2 separate regions of the Anas platyrhynchos genome follow, and region 1 is linked to region 2. Evidence: chromatin contacts called from public Hi-C data. All regions are on one chromosome and are shown on one strand. Each heading gives the region's core, a stretch centred on a gene start, on an enhancer-like site or on the middle of the called end of the contact. The rest is flanking DNA. Distances are from core to core; before and after follow the strand shown. Region 1 overlaps DNAAF8 (dynein axonemal assembly factor 8). Region 2 overlaps DNAAF8 (dynein axonemal assembly factor 8).

Region 1 (5,902 bases), core at 2,498-4,997, 63 kb before region 2:
CAGCTTAGCTTTACAGCTGGCTTCCTAAACAAAAACAGTCAGGCGTGCAACCGAGTCATTCTAGCTTAAATATATTATGCAGACAATTGCTTTCCAACCTGCAAACGTAAGACTCTATAGCCTTTCTGTCAAAATTGGCAGGGTTGTGGTTTTTTATATTAATATATCCTTGATTCAGCTCACTGATGTCAGGTAAAATTCTTAGACCAGAAGATTTTCTGCTTGCATTCCCTCAAAGCTAAACTTAAAAGTACTATGGTCAAAACCTTCCTTGACCTTTTGCTGCCTTACTCTCCATTGGATCTGATGTGACTTTCACAGGAAAATCTCTGAAAAAAAATCCTGGGAGCAGTGCTGAAGTATTTATTGCATGATTGGATACTGTGACAGCTACCCTGGGCCAGCACAGTATGACTGAAAGTAGAGGTTGATTTCCAAAATCACTAGAAATATTTTTAGTTCAATTACTGGTCCTAGGTGGTTTCTTTTATGTAGACGATGCCTTGATCTGCACAGTTTTCAGTGAATTGTTTTGATTCTTCACCTGTCTTACTAAAATAGGTGTCTGTGATTTTCATTACTATTGTAGAAGAGTCTTGATCTTTTTAATGCAGTAGTGTGATGACAACACTGGAAATTGCCTTTTTCTTGCATCTCACCTGAGCACAAAGAGTTGCTGAAGGAAATTGACTGCGGGTTCCAGGGTCCCAACCTAACAATTTACCAGCTGGACCATACTACTTTGGCATCTCACCAACTCTGTTGTGTATCTGCTTATGTGAATGTGCTTAGATTATGTCCTAAGCAGTATTTACAAGTTTTCTGTTTCTATCACTTCGGAAGAGGCATAAATGAAAAAGAATTATGATTTCTGCAGGTTATGAAATTAAACAGATAAAGCTACGTAATTTTATACATTTGCTTCAGAGCAGGGCCATGCTGACCAAAGAGGAAATGGTGAAATTCATGTCTCAGTAGAAAGACAATACCAGGACACGATCCACCAGTTATGAAAGGAATAGTTTTTATGCTGGTTCTGCACAGAAATGCCAGTTTTTCTCCAACACATTGGTGCCATATACATATTTGCAGAAATCAAGGAAAACTTGTATCTTATTTCAGTTACAATGATCTTGTCACACAGTAACTGAACTTTGTTATATGTTGTTACTCTGAAACTAATCTTGCAATGTTAAATCTCCTAGTGACCAAGTGTTGTTTTCATTTATGCTGGACCACAACAGTTACTACATTTGCACCTCTGTGAAGGTAACAGATACCAGCATTTAGCCCTTACTATTTTACTATAGCTTAAAACAATTAATTTTAAAAATTGCAAAATATTTCATACTCAGCCTTTTTCTGGCATCAGAACTGAATTTGGCTTGTCCTTCACTCTAGGTCTTCTCACTCTCTTGGTCTGACTCTGTCTGGGGTTGTGGCCAGCAGTGATGTGCCAAACAGCCAGCAGATGGCCCCTGAATTCCTCCCTTTTTGCACAGTGAGGTATTTAATGAGTTCCTGGAGCAAGATTAAAATCTCTTGTACTTAATGAACCTGCTGCCTCGACTCAAGAAAGGCTTAAAAATAAACTAAAGCAATTAGAGATGATGTAGTTAAATTTAGCTTGCAGAAACAGAAGGCCAAGGTTCCTGTTTGTACCACCAGTCCAGCACACAGGATTCAGAATAGCATGGAAGTTCCCAAGAAAATGTTTTTCTATCAAAGGCAACTGTTAGCTGGCACAGGGCCTGTATTTCTGGCCTCCTCTTCATCTTCCCACATGGTACCAGAGTAGGAAAATGGGAGGATTTGTTGGCAGAGTCCTTTGTGCTTAGGTTGAGTTCAACTGATTTATGGTCCCCTTGGTTGTGGTTAACAAGCTAGAGGAACTAAGGCTGCTACTGCCTCTGCCACGGCCCTGGATGTCGCAGATGCATCCTGAGGATTTGCCTTAGCAGGCAAAGCAGAGAATCTAAGCCTTAAAAGTCTTTGTCACAAACAACTTCCTTTCTACAGGCATTCTGCTTGCTTGCTCTTTGTGTTCTCAGGGTAATAAATGTTACTGGAAGTGTGTGCTTTGGCACGCTTTGGGCACAGATAAATGCAAGTCGGGAACTTTACATCCTGATAATTCTCCCAGTAGTTCTGTGCATGCAGCAAGAGCAGTTAAACATGACATACACTAATCCTGCTTTAATAACCTGTTGTCTGCTTCAGCAGGTTTCTCAGCCACATTGCTGCACCTCTGCACAGAACCAGGAGACACTCATTCTGTACTGAACACAGCAGGACTAACAAAATGCTGTAGAGAACTTCTTTGCATTTCAATGTCCACACAGAGACCCGGTCTGGTTGTTTAGCAGGGGCTTCCACCTTTGTCCACTGTACTTACCAGCTATGGAAGAATGGGACAGTTAAGTCTTTTCAAAGATGAGATTGTTTTGTGCTGTTTTTCTGATGGGAGTTTGAGATGGCCATAGGGAAATGTGAATTATTTAGTCCTTTATATTCTCTGACACATCTTGGAGGAAATTAAAATGAGTTTATTTTATTTTTGAATATACTTCTGCATGATCTTGACAGATGGGAGCATTCATTGTTGCTCCTTAAGGGAAAGGGTAATATAAGTAAAAGGTATAGAGTTTCCAGAATTACATGTGTGAACTTGCTGCCAGTAGAGGTCCTAACCACTCCTCTGTTCACATTAGAAGAATGGTTCAGATTAAACTTGAAGAGAAGACAATAGAGTAAGATGTCCATGGGCTAATATTTATTTCTCATTTAGAAGAGGGCAGGAGGGCAGAGAGCCTTTTTTGCACCTTGTGTCTCTTCAGGCCTTGCTCTTTGATAGGTCCTGTGTTAGCTGGCAGAAGGACCAGCTACAATAAGGTTGTAATGCATATGAACAAGTGCCAGTCAAATTTACTTATGTAAAGAAATACTTTCTGCCATGAGCATCTTTCTTGGAACTCCCAAATGGGAGTTCCCATTTCCTGGCCTTACCTCATGGTTGAGACCTGTGAGGCTATTTGTAGATGAAAGGAGGTTGAATGTGGCCTTCTGCTCTTCCAAGGCGCTGTTCAGGCATGTCTGACACAGCTGCAATGCTATTGTTAAAGAAGCTTTACAGTTTAAACTGTATTCCTAGTTTTTCCTCATGCCTGCTTGCTTAGCATCATGACTTTGGTTGGACCACAGCCTTGAACCTTGACACGTAGGGGGATAAGCTTTGTTACAGCTTGTAAACACTTTATTACAGAAATAATTATACAAACATTCTTAGTGGCAGGGCTATTGAAAGGAATTCAAGGCTTTGTCTGAAATTACCAAGTGGAAGAATCTTACAGTTAGCTTTATTTTAAAAACATAAAGCTCTGTCCAGCAATGTGCCAAGCATGTGGAGTTCCCACAAGATTTGTTGGAGATTGTAAGCACTTAGGAGTTCTCAAAATCACAGAGGACCCATATTTACGGCCTAGAGAATTCAGAGGTCCAAAGGGTTGTATGGATAGTATTTTGCAGCTGGACACAAGATCACACAGCCTGTATGACAAGCTGGACACAATCCATTTATGAACTGCCAGCCGAGAGGTTGAAGAGCGGGCCACTTAAGCTCTGGTAAAACTTCTGGATAAATCAGCTGAGCTTTCAGCAAACCAGCAATGCTGCAATATGTTGTATGGATAGCCCAAACCAGAACCTGTTATCACGCTTGCTCTGCAGGGTTGCTAAGCTCATTCTGAGTTTGGGCATGACACTGCCTCCCAGCATGCCTTTTTCCTATGTCCATTAGTGTATTGCCCTAATCAGGGACTTGGCAACATCACACTGGGAGGGACTTAAGTACTGGAGCTGTAGGAGCTGTAGAAGGATTCAAAAGAGACTGCATAGTTAGCTCCCCACTTTTTTTTTTTTTTTTGGGGGGGGGGAGGATTTCCATATACTATCAGAGAAATACATGACAAGATAAATAGGTTTTTTAAAACAGAAAAAAAAAAAGCACAGCTTTACCTAAGTTGATAAGCATATGATGAATTTCTTGGAGTATCAAACTACTCGTGTCCTTTTAGCAGTATTTAAAGCCAGCTGGGAACAGTTGTGAAATACCAGCCTAGTTTTCAGATGGCTGAGGACCGATTCCATGCTCTATCACAGGTTTTTGAAGTGACTGTGTATAATTTCCTTCCCTGCTGCAGGTATGGAAATGACAGCATATTTCATTTGTGAGACAGTTTGAAATCAGCTGAAGAACAATAGAAGATAGAGATACTAGTGCTTGGATTTTAGACATGATGCTGTTTCAGTAATGTTTAAAAAAGTTTTCTTAATCTTTCTTGGTAATTTTACTCTGCTCCTCTTTGGAGTATTTTACAGGCTTTTGATATTTAATTCAGTTAGCGGGGATCTAGGATAAGGAAATGTTTTACTCACTTTGCAGTTCCATAGAGAAATAATCCATTCCAGAGCCAAGACTAAGGCAAAAGTTCCTAATTCCCAGTACCGTGTTCACATGAAATGTGTAAGTAATTTAATTTCTTTTACATATTTCAGCTGCTGCTTGTCAACCAGGAGTAGAAACTCAGTAGAGCAGGAGCTTTTTGTTATGTGTGCATAGAATACCAGCACAATGAGGCTGTGAATCCCTCCAAGCCGAAGTGTTACTGTAATGTAAACACCAATCATGGAGAAGGCACTTCTCATTTTTAATGATTATGTCTCAGAAAGCAAACAAAATCAAATGGGATTCAATGCTACCTTGATTTAAATTTTAGTGCAATTTTCAGAGCATTTCTTTGTTTACCTGAGGAGTTGAGTCTTTGACAGAAAATTTTCCCACTTCTAGCTAATAAAGAAAAAATTGTGTGCAAAACAGCTGCTTCTTGCATGTTATTTTTGCCAGTTACTTGAATGTTTTAAGCAGCATTCAGACTTGTTGCCAAATGGCCTCAGTTTACACATTTTTTCTTGAATATATTTAGGTGAAAAATAACCATTTAAAAACATTTTTGATTAGTTAATATGCTTCATAACCACACAAACATTCTGTGTTCTCATGAATTATGTTGGAATTGGTCCAATTGGTCCTCAGTCATCTGAAAACTAGGCTGGTATTTGACACGTACTCCTAGCTGGCTTTAACTACTAATTAGAACATTCTTTGTGCTAATGAAGTATTTCAGGGAGCAGTTTTATCAAGGAAGTCGTAGCAGCTCTGACTGTGCTTTTCCCATCACTGCTGCCTGATAGATGTTCTTGTTTCATTCATACTCTTCTGATCTAGTCATCTCAGAGTGACTAGAAAAACGTTGTCCAAGAGAGACCATTACCTGGCTGTGTAAGATTCTCAGACGGTGATAATGTTCCCAACCCAGGACAGAGCAAGAAATCCCGGTAAACCTCACACTGGCGTATACGAGAGACAGCGTGACAAGGGCAGTGCTGCGTGCTTGCATTAGGAGTACTGGCAGCACAGGCAAAAGTTGAGCAGGTTAAGACAGAGAGCATACCCTAAGGTACAAGATTCTTATTTAGGACCAAACGCTTAATGCTGTGGACTTGTCTTGTTCACTGCAGACAACAACAACAACAAAAGTACGTTGAATTTTGGGCCAAAAATACTTTTCTCTCTGTGTGATCCTGAATGATTACACAGTGTCTCTCTAACATATTCTTTGGGCCGTGTCCTTGACTCTCCTGCCAGAAGGGTTATATATTTTTTTGGCAGCACAGGTGTGCTAACCGTTAATTCTAGTGAAGCAGGTAAAAAATCCCTTATAGGGAATATAGGATGAGATGGGATGAAAAGAGATTGTTGTAGAACAATGACACATCCTGACCCAGAAATGTAACTGATCCTGCCTATCACTGACTGACTGCCAGAGCTGTGGTGGATATAAAG
Region 2 (5,688 bases), core at 1,668-4,167:
AACAACGTTCACATGACTTGCCTCTTTCTCCTTCCCTTCCCTCCTGCAGATCTATAACCTGAAACGTGACCCCATAGTTGGTTTGGAAATCAACAAGCAGCGCAAAATCATAAAACATGAATCGGGAGAGCGGCTCAATTTATTGGGCTCTGGGCAACCATGCGATCTTGGTAAGGAAACGCGTAACTCTTGATATAGATTGAGACTGTTATTGATTAATTGGACAGCAAGACAAACCATCTGGTGACAGCAAGATTTGGTATTGATGTCCTTTCAGAAAGGAGAGACAACTGAGCTGCAAAGAGCAGCTCCAGTGGAGTCCGGCCATTTAACTGTTTACCTGCCAGGTCTTGCCACTGCCAGTGCTTTCCTGGGCTTAAATATAGGGCTGTTCAGAAGTGCTGACTTTGTCACCAGCAAAAGAAAAAGCACTGTCAACACAGATAGCGTAAGAAACAGTGAACTTTTTTTCTGCTGAACTTTTACAATATGTTTCAACACCAGCTTGGCCACAGCGGTTTGTGTGCCCATTCAGAGCTTGCCACAGGAGAGACCGAGACGCCATCGTGATGGGCAATCGTGAGACCTTTTGTTCTGTACATAGATAGGTAGCAATTTATGCAGGGAGTGCTTTTGGCAGTGTAGACATCTATCTCTTGGGAACTGGACTGAGATCTCATTCAGTTCCCACTAGCTGCTGAACAGCTGCCAGCTCAAAATGACTTCCAGTTAGTGCTGGTCTGAATTTGTTCTGAAGGCACAACTTCAGCAAGCCTGTCAGTGCCCTCAGATGCCTACGGTTGCTCTGGGTCTTTTCTGCTGATTGTACTTGATTGCATGTATACAACACAGGCTGTGATGCTGTGCCTTTTATGTCAGGAGATGTAACTCACACATGGATGTTTGTGGACCGATCCCAAACTTTTATAACCAAGCAGTGACCAGGTAAAGTATCCCTGTGGTATTCAACTGGGGAGCAGACATGTTTGGAATCGGGTCATTCTCATTCCTGTAGCTTGAGTTCCAATGTGACCAGCAATTAGGAGGGTGGGCAGCTGAGAAAATGTTCCTGCACTGCAACTGATTGCTGCAGTTAACCCCAGCAGTAAAACCACAACATTTTGTGGACTGGCAGAAGAGCATGATAAAAATGCTGTGGATATACAGATGCTTATTTCCTATCTTAAGCCCTTACTGATGTGAGACTTTTGGCCCTGTACCAGCAGGTTCACAAGATAGCACATGTAGAAGTGCAAGGATGATGGCAGTAAGTCAAGACCTTTGCCTTAATGAGAGCAAAGGTGCTTGGTAGGCACCAGGTCACTTTGTGTAGGGGGTCTCTGAAGAAGAAATTTCCCAAGGTCATTATCAATGAATTCTTTCCATTGTCTTATATTGACCTTGGACAATGCCCTACATGTTTTTCATGATAATGACAAAAATCACATGTGTAAGGCTCTCCTCAGGCAAGCTCCTTTTTTTCTTCTTTTTTTTTTTTTTCATGTTGCACGCTAATACATCAGAAATTGGCTACGTAAACATTTTAGATTTAAATGTTAGCTGGGATGAGGGGTGAGGCCTGTCTCACAACATTACTGACATTTCCAAGCCGTTATATGAGCCCTGAAATAAGAGATTGGCAACTGTGCGTATTTAACAGCAGCTTCTGGGGGGGGGGGGTGACCAGGCTGTTCTGCATGTAGCTGCCTGACCTTATCTGGATGGCTGCGGAGATGTCACCACATTGTTGTGTTTCCTTTGGGATGTGTTGGCTCAAGCTCTGTTCAGAGGGCAAAGCTACAGTGAGAGGAGACTTGCAGGTGTTCCCCATCCAAACTATTCCATGCTGCTATTGCTGACAAGCAGAGCATTTCCCCCAACAGCTTAACTGCACCCTGGAAAAGGCCCAGGCCTGAAGCGCAGTTTTGTTGTGACTGAAGTACTTCTTGATTTTAGCCTAGCTTGCAAGTTAACAATAATAACAACAGCGAGCTAGTTGTGGAGAGAGCATGGGTATTCTGCAAGTTTTGTATGGCTCAGTCTTGGGAGCAAATCTCAAAATATGTGCCCCCAATTTCCTGCTTCATAAGGAAATCTCTTTGCTTTGAAGATGTTTAAGCAGAGTGAAAAGAAAATTAATGTACAGCCCTGATGTGTCTGCGTCTCAGAAAATGTTTTTCAAAGAGCTACTGTCCTGGAAAAGCAAGTACACGTGATCTCTGAACTGTCAGGCACGATATAGTAAGCGCCGCCAGCAAACCAGACACATCATTCACTTCACGGTTTCATCTTAAACGCTAGAGGTAGCTCTTGCACACAAAGAAACCTCCTTTCTGCAATTACCACAAAGCTCTGCCTAATGGACAGACGGATTTATCATGGGGAAAATATGAAATACATTAAATCTTATGTATGTTGCTGAGAATTACATTTTGGATTATAAAAGCAGCTGGATTAACAGATTTCTTTGCTTGGAAGAAATTAAATGGAATAGTGTCTGCTGTAGCAAACCAGCAGCTGTCCTTGTCTGACTCCTGAAATGGGGTCACAACTGCTGTCTTGTGATCTCCAGAAACGTACACGTAGGCATACAGCAGTTTGACAGTTTGGGATGAGCAATCACATCTGGGAACATCCCAAATGATATAACAATGCCTGAGTGCCTCTGATCTTCCAGTTACTTGTATGTGGCAGGGAAGAATTACTTAGAGGGCTAGCAGTTGGCGGGGGTACATATAAAGCAAGCATCTGTTGTGTTTTGATCTTTTCCCATCAGATCGGCCATTGTCTGATAACCTCTGCCAAACCACTTGCCTCGTCTTGCCTGGGATCATCCTTCGGGGGTCAGACCCACCTTATGTTGAACTGCTTGATCAGCTTATTGGCAAAGATTTCACAATGACTGGAGTACGCCTCACTGTCCTGGACGCACCACAAGCTCATTGCATCTCTGAGATACTAAGCAGGGCAAAGTGCAGTGTTGCAGCAAAGGTATGAAACAGCTGGAGTTGTTTTGCTTCTTTCCCTGTGGAAGAAGAGTCATTTGATGCAGTGCTGTGCTAAGATGTCCGGGCTAGCTCTGGGCAGCCTAGTTTTGGTAGCAGCATTAGCAGAGCACTGCAATCTGGTCTCTAATATGCTGGTAAGTAATTTGGGCAGCGTGCCTTGCTAGCTCGTCCCTACCTTGTGTTCCTCTATCTCCATTAGCTCACTGACACCTAAACTTGACATTGTTATGTTCAAACATATCCTTACTGTGAATGGTTCATCCCCACTAGACATTTTATTCCATTCACCTATCAGTGAGCAGTTGCTGCTATTATGTATGTTCTGCTGTATTTATCTGGAAGAACAAGACAGAATACAGCATTTTCTATTTCCCTTCCTGTAATCGCACCCCATTAATCCTCTTCTACGATGTTAAATAACCCTTCCACTTTTTGGATGGTGCCCTGGAGTTCTGGGCAGAGATTTAATTTTGTGTCTCATTCTGCTGGTGATGACAACTCAAGCCGCAGTCCAGCATTGAGTTTAAGCAAGTGCTCACGGGGTGTAAGCACAAGATATGCTTCTGGGGTGAGCCAATACATCACTTGACATCAGTGCAGCATTGTGCCTGAACTGTTTTTCTCTTTGTACTTGATGTAGGATAAGCCCAGCATTTCAGGAACCTTGCTAGAGCAAAGCAGTAAGGTGGAATGCACAAGAAAGTGCTGTTAGGAACAGAGAGTAAACAACAAGGAAAACTACTTATACTGGAAGTAGTGATCAACAAAGGGCTGTTAGAGGCACACAGTGGTTCCTATGAAAAAAATACAAACATTTGTGTTCCTATCCCTTCAGTTCTTATGAGAGTCTTAGGTGTTACCTGTAATAAAAGCAGGTAAGATCTTTTTAGGTTGTGATTTTTTAAACTGACAGCATCCCTTTGAAGTACAGCTGTACAGAATAGCAATTACATCTAGCATCCAATTAGTCTAAGCACTACTTTCTTCTCCTGTGGTTCCCCTGAGGATGCCATCCCTCTGCGCACAGGAATGTGCAGACCTCTTTAGGAAGGACAAAGCGAATCAGCGTGTGGGAAGGAGAGCCACAGCAGTGGCACTGCTCTCCTGGCGATGGAAACGCTTCCTCCTGTCAGAGATGAATTACTCTGGGCAGAGCTGGCATGTCTCCAGGAGGGTCTGGCACTGCTGAGCCAAAGGTGAACATTACAGCATTTGTGTTCCCTTGCCAGAAGGAAGATGGGCTCCTTCAAGTAATGAGTGTTTCTGCTACAGTATCTCAAACATTTACAGTTATCTCCATATTCCTGCTTCCAGCAGACTTAGTGACGGACTAACACCTCTAAGCAACCTGCTTATTTTCACTCTAAGGGATGGGAACAGGAATAATAGCAAGCCATAGGAATGGGTTAACTAACGGTTCAGACGCAATAATCTTTCAGTTTGAAAGAATCTGTCTCTGTCTTTCCTGTCCTCACACAGCACACAACCAGTTATCTGTGCTGTCAGCAGCTCATCAGTGAGGCTTACAGACTTATTTAAGTGGATAGCAACCCAAAGCTCTGTTCTTCCTTCCCATAGTGTTCCCTTTTAATGGACGGTTTGTGTCTGGTGTTAGCAGCAGAGCGAGACAATGCGGTCATTTGCTTCGACTCCCTGCTGGACAGGTAAGTGAGGAACAATATCAACTTAACAGCACTTTTTCACCACTGTCTCAACTCTCTACCATATAGTGTGTAATCTGAACAAGGACAGCTGATCTTCGTTTCTGTAGTTCTCTTGTGGTTTAGACTCACATGATGTTAGGTACCACTCAAAGGCAATGTGTTCATCCTAAGCTGTGTTGTTTTTAATCTATTGATATCTCAGAGCATTCCTTAGTCTCAAGTCTGCGTGCCCCATGCTCAGGATATTAAGTACTAAGTTGTGTTGTTTGTTAAGGACTTGGAGTGTCTGTAAGGCTTGGCAAGATCGTTCCACAAATACAGGGAGTTCTCTAAAATAAGGGCTCACATTGGGAATAGACCTGCTGAATCAATAAAATTCCTAGGAGAAATATCTTAGCAGATTCTGTGTTTGTTATGAAAAAAAAATGCTTAAAATAAATACCAGAGAGCAAAATCAAAAATCAACCTCTTAAATAAATCACCACAAATGCTGGGTAGAGGATTTACAGGCCTGATAAAACAAACAGAACCCCTCTACAGGGACTGATTAGTGAAATAGAATGATTATCAGGCCAATTAACCCACTGTCTCCCAGAGGGAAAGTTTCCTTGCACAGGGGGTGGTATTTGGCAATGTGATGTGTAGTTCATGCGCATGGTTTCCTCTGGGAAAGAAAGCCAAGAGAATCTGTTTTCTGACACAGTCAGTCTAGAGCAGTCCAGCAGCTGCGCCACTAAGGCTGCCATGACTTTGGCTGTTCCATCAGGAGGATTTCCAGACACTGTCAATGGGCAGGAAGAAGAATTCAAGGATGCTGGAGTTTACAGGCATCGAGGTGATCAAATCAGAACATTTGAATTGGTAGACATCTCAGAGTTCTCATACTTTGATCTAATTTTGTGGTGCTCAGCTGCAAGGCTGCACTTGGGAAGGGCAGGTGGAACAAATTTTGTAGCATATTTTCAAATATGCTTTTAAGCTAATGACAAAATTTGGATATTGATTCTATTGGTTTA

The links. A called contact is a pair of places that touch in the nucleus more often than the background predicts.
Region 1: a contact with region 2 is called in a Hi-C map of F1 follicle, with 3 times the contacts expected there. The contact joins two enhancer-like sites. A contact is called at or near these places in 2 of 8 Hi-C or Micro-C datasets (F1 follicle and skeletal muscle).

The regions. Positions count from the first base shown.
Region 1 is chr15:8,280,561-8,286,462 of IASCAAS_PekinDuck_T2T, reverse strand. The region is part of intron 10 of DNAAF8 (dynein axonemal assembly factor 8); the gene reads left to right. Among named protein-coding and RNA genes, the nearest start is that of DNAAF8, 23 kb to the left of the region's middle. Within about 2 kb of position 3,747, at least 1 of the 8 cell types and tissues checked has an H3K27ac peak or open chromatin away from gene starts, as enhancers often do. A contact at or near this core is called in F1 follicle, where this site is marked.
Region 2 is chr15:8,216,895-8,222,582 of IASCAAS_PekinDuck_T2T, reverse strand. DNAAF8 (dynein axonemal assembly factor 8) reads left to right here. Exons shown (of 33, transcript XM_072023718.1): 28 at 50-170; 29 at 2,777-2,991; 30 at 4,587-4,672. Among named protein-coding and RNA genes, the nearest start is that of XPO6, 37 kb to the right of the region's middle. Within about 2 kb of position 2,917, at least 1 of the 8 cell types and tissues checked has an H3K27ac peak or open chromatin away from gene starts, as enhancers often do. A contact at or near this core is called in F1 follicle, where this site is marked.